2 separate regions of the Salmo salar genome follow, and region 1 is linked to region 2. A link is a contact called in public Hi-C data. All regions are on one chromosome and are shown on one strand. The core of a region is the stretch at or near the end of the contact, and the rest is flanking DNA. Distances in the headings are between cores, read along the strand shown.

Evidence for each region. A called contact is a pair of places that touch in the nucleus more often than the background predicts.
Region 1: a contact with region 2 is called in a Hi-C map of gill, with 2.9 times the contacts expected there. The contact joins the promoter of LOC106561703 here to the enhancer-like site in region 2. A contact is called at or near these places in 2 of 3 Hi-C or Micro-C datasets (gill and muscle).

What each region holds. Positions count from the first base shown.
Region 1 is chrssa10:118,248,042-118,251,443 of Ssal_v3.1, forward strand. It overlaps LOC106561703 (HMG box-containing protein 1), which reads left to right and starts at 1,262. Exons shown (of 11, transcript XM_045688499.1): 1 at 1,262-1,358; 2 at 2,767-2,917. The coding sequence starts at 2,830.
Region 2 is chrssa10:118,198,083-118,201,606 of Ssal_v3.1, forward strand. LOC106561710 (cadherin-related family member 3) reads left to right here. Exons shown (of 19, transcript XM_045688762.1): 17 at 575-616; 18 at 619-809; 19 at 917-1,965. The coding sequence ends at 1,143. Among protein-coding and RNA genes, the nearest start is that of LOC106561710, 12 kb to the left of the region's middle. Within about 2 kb of position 2,124, at least 6 of the 13 cell types and tissues checked have an H3K27ac peak or open chromatin away from gene starts, as enhancers often do. A contact at or near this core is called in gill, where this site is marked.

The sequences.
Region 1 (3,402 bases), core at 12-2,511, 49 kb after region 2:
AAATTCAACTGTTCTCATGTGCCAGTGAAACATAATAATATGAAGTTTTAGCAATGACGTCAAAGGATATTGATAATGTGTTTCCCAAATGTCATCCTATTCCCTACTATGGGCCCTGATCAAAGGTAGTGCACTATATAGGGAATTGGGTGCCATTCGCGACACAGGCATTATTTTATGTATTGCTGTCTACCTCTACATGATAAATTACAAACAACCTGTACCTTTAAGAAGTAGTTCACAATTGACCCCTGCTCTCTCAATAGCAACCCTTCTATCTCTCAATAGCAACTTCTCTCTCCCTCTCTCTCTCTCTTAATAGCAACCTCTCTCTCTTGCTCTCTCTCTCTCTCAATAGCAACTTCTCTCTCTCTTTCTCTCTCTCTCAATACCAACCTCTCCCCCTCTCTCTCTTTCTCAATAGCAACCTCCAGTGGTTGAATTTTCCATTGTTTGCTTTCCATTGTGTTTTTGGTTCCCTTAGTCTGTGAACAAAATGTAACAAAATGTAACTTGGCTTATACAGGAGGTATTATACAATGAATTTTTTTGGCAGTGCGGTTTTGTGAATAAGGTTCACAACAGACTGGAACTGTGGATATATCTGAGGAGGAAATCCAGTATTATTGGCTGTTGTTGGTTATATCTCACTTTTCATTACAATAAAGAACAGTTTTGTATTAAGAAGCTGCTACGCTTATTTCCTTTAGACACTAACTTCACTCAAGGTGAAAATATTGATAATGAAAATCTCTATTATTATGCATCTATATGTTGCATCTGTGTGTTGCAACTGCTATGGTGAGCATCAACGGGTGCACAACTGGGTCCCACTTTACATGGACAAGTCTAGGTAGGTACAGTGTGTACTGCGGTTGATTGTGATGAATTGTTACATAATGTAAAACTGTTCAGTTGTACAGTATGTCACATTATGTAACTGTAATTATCTGTACCTGACCATGTAATAATGTAAATATTTATTATTTGGATCTCTCCACTATAACATGGACAAGGCTTTGTCAAATGAACTCAGACAACGTTGATATTACATTGTTATTCGACAAGTATAATATAAGGGATTGATGCGAGTTTCAATAACAAAGGAATATCTCGTCTTCTACTTGTTATGACCAATGAGCTGTTCCTGTGAAATAACGGACGTACACATTCAGCCAATGGGCGTTTGATCAACAAACCAAACCATGCCCATTTACAGTACCCTCAAGAACTCACCAATCACGACTAGAGATTCGCTTTACTGACGTTATTATCTTCCAATAGGTGACCGTGTTTGGAAGTATTCGTTCCCACCCCTTCAGTAATTGCCAGAGAGTTACTTGATGGCGACATGTTTGGTGAGTTAATAGATTTCTCAGAAACAAAAGACTAACTCATCTAGAAAAATAAGCAGTGTAATGTAATTTATTCGGCGCATGTCGTTTTGTGTAAATTAACGGTTTTCATTCAACCGTTCGATGTCGAATGACAACTTATTCTACACACATTTTTTTCATTGTGACGTTTGTTGTTTTGGTTGTAACATTAGCATGCTAGGCTAACAGCTTGTTAGCTATTCGTCAAGATAGTGACAAAAAAAAACTAAACAAACAAAAACAGACCACTTCCAAAGTAGAGAGACTAATGTGGAGGAAAAAAATGGTTTTGGTTTAAAAAAAAATCGAACTTACATCTTGTATCGTTTTCGCTTCATTCATTTGATAATTTCGTACACTGGGGCGAGAGCGTTGTCGTGTCTGAACTTGTTGACATTCTTTTGTTTACAAGTGAGCTTGTTCCTTTCTAGCTAACGTTAGCTGTCAGGCAGGCAAAGCCCCTCTTGACAGTGCTCAAAACAGCAAGAGAGACACCGTTTACAATGAAAGTACATTGGACAACGATCTGTTTTCACATTTCAAAGTGTCATCTAGATAGTTTTCCAGGAATCAAAATGTCAATAAATATATCGCGCATTATTTGTGATCGGGCCATTCATTCGCATGCTAGATCTAGTCTCAACGTTACAAATAGGATAGACAATTTAGGTCTAAACAATAACAATTACAAATTGGCTAAGTACCATTTAGCCATTTCTAGCTAAGGTGACGATGTAGCAGAAAGCGTCTTTGTAAAGTCTTCAGCACCTTCTATGTGATACAAATGTAACGCTAGCAGTTACATAATTCAAATGACGTTGTAATTGTTAACGTTTCAATTCCATCACAAATCTATTTAAACTATTAATTGTGACAGTGTTTTTTGTCCGAATGATACGTCCGTACAAACATTACACAACATAAGTGTTATTGACAATTGTTACGCAGTTATGAATGAATGAGCTCTGTTGCGCATGCGCGAACTTACCAAAGTTTATAAACAAGCCGGGACTGCATGCCATTGCTGCATGCATATGGGTCACATGACAGCTCTTTATGTAGTCCACGCAGACAATGGACTTTATTATTGAAATCATCCCCAATTAAATTATTTTGCCTGCAAATTAGATAAAAAAAATTGTATGACCATATGCCATGAATGTTGCAGTAGAAATATATAAACATTTAACCAATGCATTTTCTTTGATTCATCTCCTATAAATATTCAATGCAAATATACACTATATAAGCCTAGCGTTTAAATAGGCACCTAATTAAAAAGACAAATAATGTAAGCGTATGTTTTCCCCATTTTGTATATTTTACACGCATGCCTGTTTTGGTCAGATTGTGATATTGTAATTTATCATTGTGTCTCCCGTGTTTACAGTTCAGCGAGACATGGTGTAATATGTTGTGGTGAGTTTTGACTGAACGAGTAGAGGAACCACAGATGGATGCTAGTAGAATGGAGGACTCATTTGATCATCTGAAGGCTCTGCCCTCCTCACATGACTGTCCCCCCACTCCCATGGAGTATGGTAAATATCTGTTCTAATGTAGTAGCCATGTAATATGCCTTTGTAAAAATATATATATTAACTTTTTTTTTTTTTTAAATGTAACCTTTATTTAACTAGGCAAGTCAGTTAAGAACAAATTGTTATTTACAATGATGACCCACACTGGCCAAACTTGGGCAACGCTGGGCCAATTGTGCACCGCCCTATGGGACTCCCAATCATGGCCGTTTGTGTTACAGCCTGAATCGAACCAGGGTGTCTGTAGTGACACCTCAGGCACTGAGATGCTGTGTCTTAGACCACTGTGCCACGTGGTGTGTGTGTGTGTGTGTGTGTGTGTGTGTGTGTGTGTGTGTGTGTGTGTGTATATATATATATATATATATATATATATGTATGTATATATATGTATATATATATCCCGTGTAAACACGGGAGACACAATGATAAATTACAATATATATATATATATAGCCTACCAGCTTATTACATAATAAAGTCTT
Region 2 (3,524 bases), core at 874-3,373:
ATTTTTTGAACTGGTCCCCCGTGGGAATCGAACCCACAACCCTGGCGTTGCAAACACCATGCTCAACCAACTGAGCCACAATCGTTACATGGCTGTGGGGGAATCGTTACACGGCTGTGGGGGAATCGTTACACGGCTGTGGGGGAATCGTTACACGGCTGTGGGGGAATCGTTACACGGCTGTGGGGGAATCGTTACATGGCTGTGGGGGAATCGTTACATGGCTGTGGGGGAATCGTTACATGGCTGTGTGGGAATCGTTACATGGCTGTGGGGGAATCGTTACACGGCTGTGGGGGAATCGTTACACGGCTGTGGGGGAATCGTTACATGGCTGTGGGGGAATCGTTACATGGCTGTGGGGGAATCGTTACACGGCTGTGGGGGAATCGTTACACGGCTGTGGGGGAATCGTTACATGGCTGTGGGGGAATCGTTACATGGCTGTGGGGGAATCGTTACATGGCTGTGGGGGAATCGTTACATGGCTGTGGGGGAATCAAGACATTGTTGATAACAGAAATGTATATTTCATGTATTACTAATGATATATTTTATTTTCTCTGTCACATAGGATCCCAGAACCAACACCTCCAAAGAGGGAAATATTAATGGTAAGAGTCTACCTACAGTCTGGCTACAGTCTACCTACAGTCTGGCTACAGTCTACCTACAGTCTGTTAAAGTGCCGCTGTGTTCTAGGACCTCGATTCAATTGTTGGTGACTGTCCTCTCTATATACACGCTCTCTCTATTCCAGGAAGTGATCAAGATCAACACTGTATTTGATGGAGAGGAAGTTGATCCTGGTAAGTTTCTCTCATTTCCTGTTATTTGTTCTGAGATTATATAAAACCTAATTCTGACCTTTAGCATTTAAAAAAAAAAATGTAAACATTTTTTTTACATTTTTCAGTCACAGGGAGGGTGTACGAGTACAACAGTAAGTCTGGAGCCAGACGCTGGAAGGACGTTACCACTGTGTCTGAGTCTGTCCCTATGATACAGCCAGAGAGCAGCAGCATGGTCAGGAGTGGGAGGGCTAGCACTGGCCAATCAAAAATGAGGAGTGAGGGAGTAGGCAGGGCCACAGAGGATAGAGGATCTCCCTGGTCCAGTCAGAGCAGACAAACGTCTGGATAGTCTGCAAGGTCTGCTCGGTCTGCTCTTTCAGAAGGAGGCGTAAAGTTAGATATGGTACCCATGACAACTAGGGGAAGGCCCAACATGTCTGAATTCTGATTCCTCACTGACATATAATACATTACTTGTGTGTTTAGACATTTTTCAAATCATTATTATAGGATTTAAGTTTTGGGAAAATTGTTTAGCCTTTACAACAGTTGTGTAAACGTTTGTACAGATAATGTACGTGCAGAGATACTCAAATATGTTGTACATTAGTACAAGCTGGGTCGGGTCATAATATGACTTGGTAACAGCTTTGTAAATCAAAATAACAGACAAATAAATATAACCTGTCAACGCTTATCTAGATCAAAACTGCTCTGGTGTTGCTATGTTACACAGACCGTTGAGGCACAGACCGTTGCCGTCATTCATCAAAGTCAAGTGTAACCAACTGTCCTACTGATGATTCACTAATCCTGCCACCCTTCTACCATAACTGTGTCTTTTGGTACGTTTTGAAATGCTCAGAAAAAAAGTATATTCACACAGAAAATAATCAAATAACATTTTCATAATTGCAAAGAAAGTTGCTATAGACTATAATCAACTTTTTCAATGTTAAAAGACCGGTCCTGTACAGGACATCAACTAACAGTTGGGCACTACAGTCAGACGCTTCATCATTGGTCAGGGCCTTTTCACGCAGGGAAGTTCTCAGCAGTCATATGAATGACACAGTTGGTCTTCAGACACTCCTGGGAAGAGAAGAGAAGGGAAGGGAAGAGAAGGGAAGAGAAGAGAAGGGAAGGGAAGAGAAGAGAAGGGAAGGGAAGAGAAGAGAAGAGAAGGGAAGGGAAGAGAAGGGAAGGGAAGGGAAGAGAAGAGAAGGGAAGGGAAGAGAAGAGAAGAGAAGAGAAGAGAAGGGAAGGGAAGAGAAGACAAGGGAAGGGAAGAGAAGGGAAGCATTCGTGATGATTTAAGTCACAGGGAGTAGACAAGCAAACGACACCTTCCACATTGCAGCTGACTTTGAAGTCGAGTCAAGACTGACTGATCTACAAATAAATCACCTTGTATCATAAATATCTACTCAATATCATTTTTTTTAGATCAGGTCAGTCACAATTTACCCATGATACATCCTGATTTAGGATCAGTTTAACCAGCACCCTGTGACTGAGTACTGGGTTGCTGTGTGTGGTAGAGGGGAGATAGACTGGCCCTATATTTGTTTGTGCTGTCAGTAAATTACCATATGAGTTGGCAAAACAGCACAAACAAATCTAGAACCAGTCTAGAGGACAGAGCATGTGACAAAGCAAAAAAATGTTATGTGTTTGAGAGAAGGGAGTTGACTAAAGTCAACACACAGCTTCACACAGGAATGTAAACAGCCTGTCTCCTTACTACTGTAACCAGCTTGATGTGCCTCTATTATAGCCTAAAAAGGAATTGAATTGGGTACAGTCTCACTTATCTCTAATATTCACAAGAATACACCAAAGACGTCATAGATTTCATCAAGGCAATTCATTGGCTGGGATTGTCCTGAGAGAGAAAAAACCCCACTATACTAATATCTAATACATTCAGTATTGTACATGAAAGAATATTCTAAATGACCAAAGCATATTACATGTCAGTGGATGGACAGAAAGCAACATTGTGATTAAAAGCTAAAGTTTGAAGGAAACTGACATAGTAATAGAATAATAACTATTTACAGACACAAAACAAAAAGTTAATGTGACAAGAACAACTGTCAAAAGGCGTACAAGAGCAACTCAGAGGAAGTTAAAAAGGTTTGTTCCTGCAAGGGCACCATACCACCTCTCCTCTGCGGGCACTGTTGCTGATTAGGGCATCAGTGGATGGCGAAGGGGGGTTCATATAAGGTCTGGCACCTGCCTGCGCTCAATCCCTAGGCTCTGGAGCTGGGCAGTCTGTCTCTGTCGTGCCATGGGGTCTCTTTATCGGGGACCCAGGTGTTGCCCACCCACAGAACGACATTCAAGGAACCACAGATCTGAGACACAGAGAGAGAGAGACAAAGAGACAAGAGAGAGAGAGAGAGAGAGAGAGAGAGAGAGAGAGAGAGAGAGAGAGAGAGAGAGAGAGAGAGAGACACAGACAGACAGACAGAGGCTTTTTCTCAATTTCATAGAAATCTGTTCTCTCCTTGGCTCCGCCTCTTCATCTGCACTGACCCGGAAAAGATTGACGTGTGAAAACAATATGGTGGAAGCTCATCATTAGGCTGTCTTTCACTTGATCATTTTATTTTAGATCAGTGGGGAAAAGGAGAGAGAAAAAAAACATGACTGAGAAAAGACATTATCTCACCAGACATGTTGAGACCATGCCCTGTGCCTTTCAGCCCTGTGCCTTTCGGC